Regions from separate parts of the Sus scrofa genome. Here all the other regions are linked to region 1. The links are chromatin contacts, called in public HiChIP or PLAC-seq maps. All regions are on one chromosome and are shown on one strand. The core of a region is the stretch at or near the end of the contact, and the rest is flanking DNA. Distances in the headings are between cores, read along the strand shown.

Region 1 (2,894 bases), core at 173-2,672:
GAGAGAGGGGCCTCTGGGAGGCCACCAGAGCCTCCTGCCCATTGCGCTAATATGAGCTTTGAACCTGCGGCACTGGGGTCTAGAACACTGTCACTCTGTCTCAGGGAAACTTGGGCCCAGTATACCAAAGCCCAGACCAAGTCCAGGCCAAGGCCAGTCCCCACTGGACTGTAAAGAGAGAAGAATGAAGAAGTGATGACTCACCCAGTGGTGCTCGCGGGAAGATGTGAGGGTGTGGAAGGCTCTTGACCATGGCTGCTGGCTGCTTTGAGCTGGGCTATCCACAGTGATCTTGCTCAAATCCTTCCCCGTCCACTTACTTGACTCCAGACGCCATTAAAGTCATTCGACGGCTCCTGGCCTCCGGGAAGTAGAATGGTAGGTAGAGAGGTAAATTCAGTGTTCTCTTTTCTTTCTGTTTTTTAAATTATGGTCAAAAATACATAATATGAACCATTTTAAGTATACAATTCAGGGACATTAATTACATTCACCATTTATAGCCATCACCACCATTTAAAAAAATTTTCAACATACCAACCCAAAACTCTGTACCCATTAAGCATCAACTTCCTATTCCCTCTCCCCTCAAGGCCCAGTAATATCTGATCTACTTTCTGTCCCTCTAATTTGCGTATTCTAGATATTTCATACAAATGGAATCATACATTTGTCCTTCTGTGTTTGGTGTCTGGCTTTTTTTACTTAGCATGTTCATCCATGCTGTAGCCTGTGTCAGAATTTCCTTCCTTTTTTATGGCTGATAAATGATCTCCCGTATGTATCCACCACATTCTGTTTATCCTTTCATCCGTCCATAGACGCTTGGGTTTGTTCCACTTTTTGGCTATTGCGAATAATGTTGCTATGAACACAGATGTGCAAATGTCTGCTCTGGTCCCTGCTTTTACTTCTTTTGGGTATATGCCCAGAAGTGGAATATCTGGGTCGTATGGTAATTCTCTGTTTAACATTTCGAGGAACTTTTAAACCGGTCGTGTTTACTTTATGTTTGGTTGTAATGTTCTGTTTCAAAGGTCAAAGTTACTTTTGTAGCATTCTTTAAATTTTTGCCTCAATAAATAAAAATACTACGTCTTAAAGTATTTCTGAAGCAAAATAAAATCCTACTATTGAGTGGTGTGGAATTCAAGGGCAGGCGCTCTAAGAGTCCCCCTGGAAAGCCACATCCTGAAGGGAGGTCACAGCGTGCATGAAGATGCTGCCACCTTCTGTCCTAACGACCACCATCCACCACTGACGCTCCAATGGCGACCCTTGGGAGTAAGGTAGGGGCTGTCCTCAGAAATCCCAACCCCGGCTTGACCCCAAGGAATGCAGGTCAAGAGGGAAGGAGCTTGAGCGTGCAGGGCGGCCGCGTGGGCCCCTTGCAAGGGGAGCCTGGCCCTGCGCGGGCGCCTATGGCCGCCAGGGGGCAGAGAAGAGCCCGCCTTACCCAGCACCAGCAGGGCCAGGCTGGGGCCGCCACCTCCAGGGGCTTTCATCTCTGAAGCCCCTCTGCAGGCTGCAGCGGATTCCAGTCTCATCCCTCCACAAGCAGAAGTCTCAGCGCGGGGTGGGGGACACCTAAGGCACCGCCTACGATGTGAGAGAGGTGCGCCTGAGGGTCTCAGCTATCGCCCAGGCTTCAAATAGGAATACATTTGACCACACCTAATTTCTGTGACTGTGGTCCTGGGCTAAGGTGACCCTTCCGCGTGCTTCCTGCTAATTTCTCTAGGGTGGGCTCTCCTGAAGCGAGGGAGCATGCACCCCTGTCCCTGGCTGTCCCCTGCTCAGAAGTTAGATGGAATGAGAATGAATGAGTGAATAAATGAGAAAAAATGAGTTCATCCCACATGACGGAGAGAGAAGTGAACTGGGAGACTGGACCTCAGACTCAGGTGTCGACGTGGGCACTGATCCCATCCTGAAGAGGTCCAGGGCCAGAGATGCTGAGTTGATCCCCTTGAAATTTATTTGAAGGAATATGCAAGCACAACAGCCAGAATTGGGGGCTTTGGGCCATAATGCAAAATAGGCTATGAACTCAAATATATATTTGAAGATAGGACCCTAAGCAGGTCCATGTGCCAAGGGACCAAGGCCTCCTGACATCAACCTGCCAGTTACCTGACAGAGGATCTGTAAATGTTTCTAAGTTTTATTAAAAAATTCATTAAATTTCATCATTTTGATCTTTATACTCTGATATGAAAATTTCCTTGTTTCTAGGAAATACACACCTAAGTAATACAAGGGGCTTGAAGCTGCAAATAATTCAAAAATGGTTCAGAAAAAAGCACTTTTTGCCAAAATTGAAAATCAGAAGAAAAAATTTCATTTCAAAAAATCAGTAAACAGGGAGGAGGTATTTAAAGGTCTGTGGCGGGGGGGGGGGGGGGTACTAAGGGAAGTCAGCCCTGGGAGCCGGGAAGCCCTGAATTGTGGGCTTTTGGGTGCATCCATGACCCATAGAGTAGGGTCCAATGTAAACCCTAATCCAGGGTGGGCAGCAAGGAGAGAGGGGGAGAGGTGCAGTCTGTTGGGGCCAAGTTCAAGGGCTCCCTGGATGCAGGGAAGAAGGTTGGAGGCCAGGTGGAGCTCTACAAGCCAACACAGGAAGCTCAGAGATGGAGTGCGGGGTGTAGGTGAGTTGAGCTGATTCAAAGGCCCAGGTTGGCTGCAGAATTGATACCTCATTTACCACTAATCTCTAGGGGAAGACAAGTTTGTGGGGAAGCAGGGGTGCTGTTAGGCTCACAGTAGTTATCTGTGACCACAGTTGTGCATTCACCCTCCTGAGCCTGTTGCAATTCTTCCCTGAGATTTTTCAAACCGTCATGGGTAGAGCTCTTGTTCTCTTCTCTGGTTGAAACTGTAAAGATGTAAAC
Region 2 (2,708 bases), core at 167-2,666, 160 kb before region 1:
CTGTGTCCTCATGGATACTAGTCAGGTTCCTTAACCGTCTGAGCCACGACAGGAACTCCCAATCTCTCCTCTTTTTAGAAGTGAGCAAAACACATCAGGGGTTTGGGACAGGCATCAGGAAACTGCAAACCCATGGGCCATGTCCAGCCAGACAGCTGTTTGGGTATAGCCTATAAACTAAGAATGCTTTCCATGTTTTTTAATGGTTGAAAATACTCCCAAATGGGAGTTCCCATTGTGGTTCAGTGGTTAAGGAACCCGATTAGTATCCATGAGGACATGGGTTCAATTCCTGGCCCTACTCAGTGGGTTACTCATCCAGCATTGCCATAAGCTGTGGTATAGGTCGCATATGCGGCTCGGATCTGGTGTTGCTGTGGCTGTGGTGCAGACTGGTAGCTACAGCTCTGATTTGACCCCTGGCCTGGGAACCTCCACATGCTGTGGGTTTGGCCCTCAAAAGACAAAAGACAAAAAAAAAAAAAGAAAGAAAGAAAAATACCCCAAAATGATATTTTGTGATATGAGAAAATTATATGAAATTCAAATGTCAGTGTCCATCAAGTTTCATTGGACCACAACCGTGATTCATTTACCCGTGACTGCTTTTATGCTACCACATGGATAACTATCTAAAGTATTTACTATCTGACCCTTTGCAGAAAAACAATCTCGCTGCCCTTGTTCTAGAGAAAATTAAAAAGAATAAATAAATTAGGTCAGGAATGGAAGAACCCAAGACACACAACAAAATCTGCTTCTTTGCTTATATTTGGCCTTGCTTCCTACGGAATTTCCGGCTATTTGTGAGGATACATAATCAACTGCAGTATCAATTTAAAAAACAAGGAAGAATCTGGCTAGCATGGGGAGACAGGCGCAGAGGGAAAGCCCATCGGGGGTGTGAGACCTCCACAATTAACAGCACTCGAGTACCGACCTGTGCTTGGAGCGGCCTGAGCAGAAAGGTACACCGCTGTGGAAAAAGTCACCTCGTCTGAGGAAAACAAACAAAAACATAACAATGCTTCAGAGCACAGCTGTTCTTGCATCAGGGGTGAGGCTGCTGCACTGACGACAACATCCTAACAACACCGCCACAGAGTAGGATTCAACAGCACAGCAGCACAGCAGGAAGGCTGCAGTTCTGCAGAGGCCTCCATCAGGCAGGGCTACTACGTGGATGTGAGCGGATCGTCTCAAAAAGCGACCATGCTCAGGCTCACCGGGTCTTCATTATCATCTCCCAGGAACACAGCTAGATTGCCTGTTTGCCAAGTACAAAACCTGCGCCAGGCGAGCCAGGTTTTGAACACGATGATCCGTGCGTGCCATCTGCACCTGCTAAGACACTCAGAACGGTCCACAGGCAGCTGCTTGGACTCAGCGAGAACAGTTATGACAGTTGGGCATGTGAGCTGGCTCAGGAGTGGGGGCTTACAAGCAAGGCCTGGCATCCCTCTGGGCCTTCTCTCTGTGGCCTGCCTGGCCCTGTCCACCTAGAAGCCCTGAATCACCTGCACCAGGGCTTTAGGGTTGCCATGGCACCCGCTGTCCATGGAGGAAGGAAGAGGCAAGAGGGCGAAGGTCAGTGTGATGCACTGAACACCCCAAAAGCATCTTCAGAAACAGAGTAGAACTTTAAAAGGGTAAAAAGGTAAGGGATGCTGGATTAAAGGTCAAGGGCGCTGTTTTGGTGCCTGCCTCCTCTGTGTGCCTGCCTCCTGCATCCAAGGGCTGAAAGGAAGGAACCTCATTGCCTCTGCTGTTTGATGGCACAGATGGATCCCAGCTGGGGAGCTGGAGTTGGCTCCTGCCTTGAGAGCTCGGTGGGAACTTAGGGCAAAAGCAGCTGAGATTAGTTTGGTTTCAACAGTTGTCTGAAGGTATCCACAGGGGGACTGGTTTCAGGACCCCCTCAGATAGCAAAACCCGAGGATGTTCAAGTCCGTTATATAAACTGGCTTAGTGTTGGCATAGAACATAGACACATCCTCCTGTATACATTAAATCATCTCTAGATTATAGTAACTGATAACGCCTGAAACAATGTAAATGTTACCTAAACATTTGCCGGCACGCAGCAAATTCAAGTTTTGCTTCTGGGAACTTGCTGGAATTTATTCCTCCAAATATGTTTGATTCAAGGTTGGTTGAATCTGTGGATGTGGAACCCAGAGATACAGAGGGCCAAGTGTAATTACAGGAGAATAATCAGTCCTCTTATGTAAAATTTTATTTGCAGTGATATTAGGCACCTTTTATTTGTATGTAATTTTGAGAGGTGATACACTCACATAGTTCAAAAATTCAAGATGCTCCAACATAAATGAGAGAAACATCTTCTCAGATCCACCTCTTAGAGTAATGACAGTAAAAACAAAAATAAACAAATGGGACTTAATTAAACTTAAAAGTTTCTGCACAGCAAAGGAAACCCTAAACAAAATGAAAAGACAACCCACAGAGTTGGAGAAAATATTTGTAAATGAATCAACTGACAAGGGATTTATCTCCAAAATTTATAAACACCTCCTACCTCTCAATACCAAAAAAACAAACAATCCCATTAAAAAATGGGAAGAAGATCTAAACAGACGATTCTCCAAAGAAGACATATGGATGGCCAAAAAACACATGAAAAGATGTTCAACATCACTCATTATTAGAGAAATGAAAATCAAAACCACGATGAGGTACCACCTTAC
Region 3 (2,767 bases), core at 124-2,623, 190 kb after region 1:
CAGCAGCAGCTCTGGAATTTCCCACAGCCACTCCTCCAACAATCTTCTAAAGTCATTAGTACTTTGATTGAATTAGATACAGAGTTTAACGGGAAGTTAGCCACTGCAAATTTTATGAAAACAATTTTAAAAATTATCCCCTAAGAATTTTTGCCAGGACAGGATTTTCTAATCTCTTCCTCATGGAAAAACTCCTTTTAATGTGAGTTTCCCCGACAGAATCCTGTTTTGAAAGAATTTGTTTATAAGCAAACACATTTGTTAAATAATAATGAATTTATCTTCCCAAGAGGAAACCAAGGAGTCAAGCTTTTTTTTTTTTTTTTTTCTAACTAAAATCATCCTTGAGGCTTTTGAGTAAACGATTCCTTAAAGCTTCCTGCAAAACTGAAAATTGCTAAAAAAAAAAAAAAAAAAAAATTGCTAAAGAAATTCTCCCCTGCCCCCTCAGATGGTGGTTATTATTCTCCTAAACTGCTAGGTTTTAGGTTTGAAACTGGGTTCCAGAGGGCGCCAGGCAGATAGCACCCATTTAATAAAAGCCCGTGACTTGCCCTGGGTCTTTTGCTATGGATTTACCCTCTTTCCTGGCAATAAGTGCTCTACTGTGGCAGTTACTCCTGCCTAAGTTTGTCCCTGCTTAGGTGTCCTGCTGAGTGAGGAGATATGTGTCTGCCAAATTGGCAGAGGTCAGACTTTAGCCCCAGCTTTCTGTTAGCAAGATGGTCAACAAGCAAGCTGGCCTATCCAGCACCCTCTCCCAGGGAGCTGCCCTTTGAGATGCAGAGTAAGTCCTTGTCTCCCTTCAACCTCTTCACCATGGTCTTACTTGATTTGTGGTAAGAAGCTGTTACTTCAGGATGGGAAAAATTTTTTCAAGCAGGAGCATAATACAGCAGTAAATAACACTATTTTCTAAAAGGAAAAGAGGGCATTTTCATTATTTCATCAATTGCAATAGCACTTTGGGGGGAATGATTAGAATAAATAGGAGCTTGGAAATCTGACCTTGGCTGGTGTAAGGCTAGAGAGAATCTGGTGCTTCTTAATTTCCCATTCAGGTTCTCAGTGTTCCAGGAAGCAGTGTGCTCAAGTTTCTTTTCTCCATGTAGTTCTCCTGAATGCCCAGCTTCAGTGCCCGGGTGTTGCTGCCAAAGATCCTGCTGGCACATTCAGCTGCCATTCAAGGAAACAGCCCTTCACCACCTCGCACTTGGAGTCTGTCTTACTGCATAAAACAGGTGGAAGGACGTTTTGCCTTTAGAGTTACTTCTATTGCCCAATGTGAGGAATGACAAAAATCTTCTGTGTATGTTTGGGGGTGGGAAAGACCAGATATTACTGTGAATAGCATTTAATTCGCCATTTGGACAAGCTTACCAGGGCAGCTGTTGTAACTCAGGCAGCAATAACTAACACTTAGTTCTGTTGCTAGGAGGGATTGATAGAAACTTTGGACAAACCATTTAAAAAAATTATGCTCCCATGATACTGCTGAATGTATCACAGATCAACTTAAAAACGGAATATTTGCTAGTATCATAAGAAAGAAGTACAATGAGCATATTAATCAACTAGGATTGTATTTACACTTCCGTTTTCATTCTAATTATTTTCTGCTTTCAGTAAAGTCTTTAGATCTATTGGCAAACATGTGAACGAACACAAGATTTGCAATCTATAGCTACAACTGAGACAGGGTTACCTTTTTTTATATGCTGATAGTCTTATTTACACTAACAAGTTAGTCAACTTCACAATGGAATTTTGTAAGTTCTAACTCGTGAGTTTGTCAATTATCTGTGCTTAGCTAAAGTCTTGAACCCGAGTTTCATTTTCAGTCTTGACACATATATGTATACATACATAAACAATCTCTCTTTCTCTCTCTTTTTTTTTTTTTGCTTTTTAGGGCCGCATGTGCACAACAAATGGAAGTTCCCAGGCTAGGGGTTGCCGGGCTTCGCCACAGCCACAGCGATGCCAGATTAGAGCCCCAACTTCAGCTTATACTGCAGCTCATGGCAACGCCAAATACTTAACCCACTGAACGAAACCAGGGATTGAACCTGAGGCCAGATAATAATCAGGGTTGTTACCAATAAGCCACAATGGGAACTCCTCTTTTATGTTTTATATAAAGAAAAGGACTATGTTAGTATTTAAATAGTAGTTATTTTCATTAAATTAAATTTACAATTTAGTGGAAGATAAAAATGTGACTAGTTGAAGTAAATTATTCCTCGAAAATGAATTTACAACATAAAATTATATAAATCTCAACACTATCAATTAAATCTCTTCAAGATTCCCTAGATCTTATTAATGTGCATCAGTTTTAAAAAAAAATAGTTGCATGGTTTTGCCTTCATCCTTTCTTTTTTTGTTGAACATATCCAGACCAATAATAAAGAATACAATTGCTCCCATTTCATAATGGGTTTAGGACAGACATTATTGATATAGTTAATGATTCTGTTTTACCAGCAAAACATAGAATTTAAAATTGACCTTGGCTTAAATTGATTTATTTTAATTTGGTTATTTGATGGAAGCTGGAAGGTTGGACACAGAGTAAGAGCCATCTGGCCTGCCCTGTCTCTGTTCATCCTGACCACTCACTACTTTGGCTTACCTACTGGGTCTGTCTACTTTTTTCATAAGTGCCTCAACTTCCCTGAGTCAATGCCCACATGGCCTCAGCTATAGTACTGTTCAATCTGGTCTGTCCTGTCCAGTAACTGCCACTCACCTGTGCCAGTCTCTC

The links. HiChIP or PLAC-seq counts read pairs in DNA pulled down with a chosen protein or histone mark.
Region 2: an H3K27ac HiChIP or PLAC-seq map of skeletal muscle shows a contact between it and region 1. The contact joins two enhancer-like sites. A contact is called at or near these places in 1 of 47 Hi-C or Micro-C datasets (embryonic fibroblasts) and 2 of 2 datasets of contacts at active chromatin or transcription factors (alveolar macrophages and skeletal muscle).
Region 3: an H3K27ac HiChIP or PLAC-seq map of skeletal muscle shows a contact between it and region 1. The contact joins two enhancer-like sites. A contact is called at or near these places in 30 of 47 Hi-C or Micro-C datasets (adipose tissue, alveolar macrophages, blood and 16 more) and 2 of 2 datasets of contacts at active chromatin or transcription factors (alveolar macrophages and skeletal muscle).

Annotation. Positions count from the first base shown.
Region 1 is chr18:38,072,224-38,075,117 of Sscrofa11.1, forward strand. No RefSeq gene overlaps it. Among named protein-coding and RNA genes, the nearest start is that of SEPT7, 110 kb to the right of the region's middle. Within about 2 kb of position 1,423, at least 26 of the 83 cell types and tissues checked have an H3K27ac peak or open chromatin away from gene starts, as enhancers often do. A contact at or near this core is called in fetal skeletal muscle, liver, retroperitoneal adipose tissue and 2 more, where this site is marked.
Region 2 is chr18:37,911,890-37,914,597 of Sscrofa11.1, forward strand. The region is part of intron 2 of EEPD1 (endonuclease/exonuclease/phosphatase family domain-containing protein 1); the gene reads right to left. Among named protein-coding and RNA genes, the nearest start is that of EEPD1, 36 kb to the right of the region's middle. Within about 2 kb of position 1,417, at least 4 of the 83 cell types and tissues checked have an H3K27ac peak or open chromatin away from gene starts, as enhancers often do. A contact at or near this core is called in skeletal muscle, where this site is marked.
Region 3 is chr18:38,257,623-38,260,389 of Sscrofa11.1, forward strand. The region is part of intron 2 of LOC102161969 (a long non-coding RNA gene); the gene reads right to left. Among named protein-coding and RNA genes, the nearest start is that of HERPUD2, 26 kb to the right of the region's middle. Within about 2 kb of position 1,374, at least 27 of the 83 cell types and tissues checked have an H3K27ac peak or open chromatin away from gene starts, as enhancers often do. A contact at or near this core is called in fetal skeletal muscle, liver, retroperitoneal adipose tissue and 2 more, where this site is marked.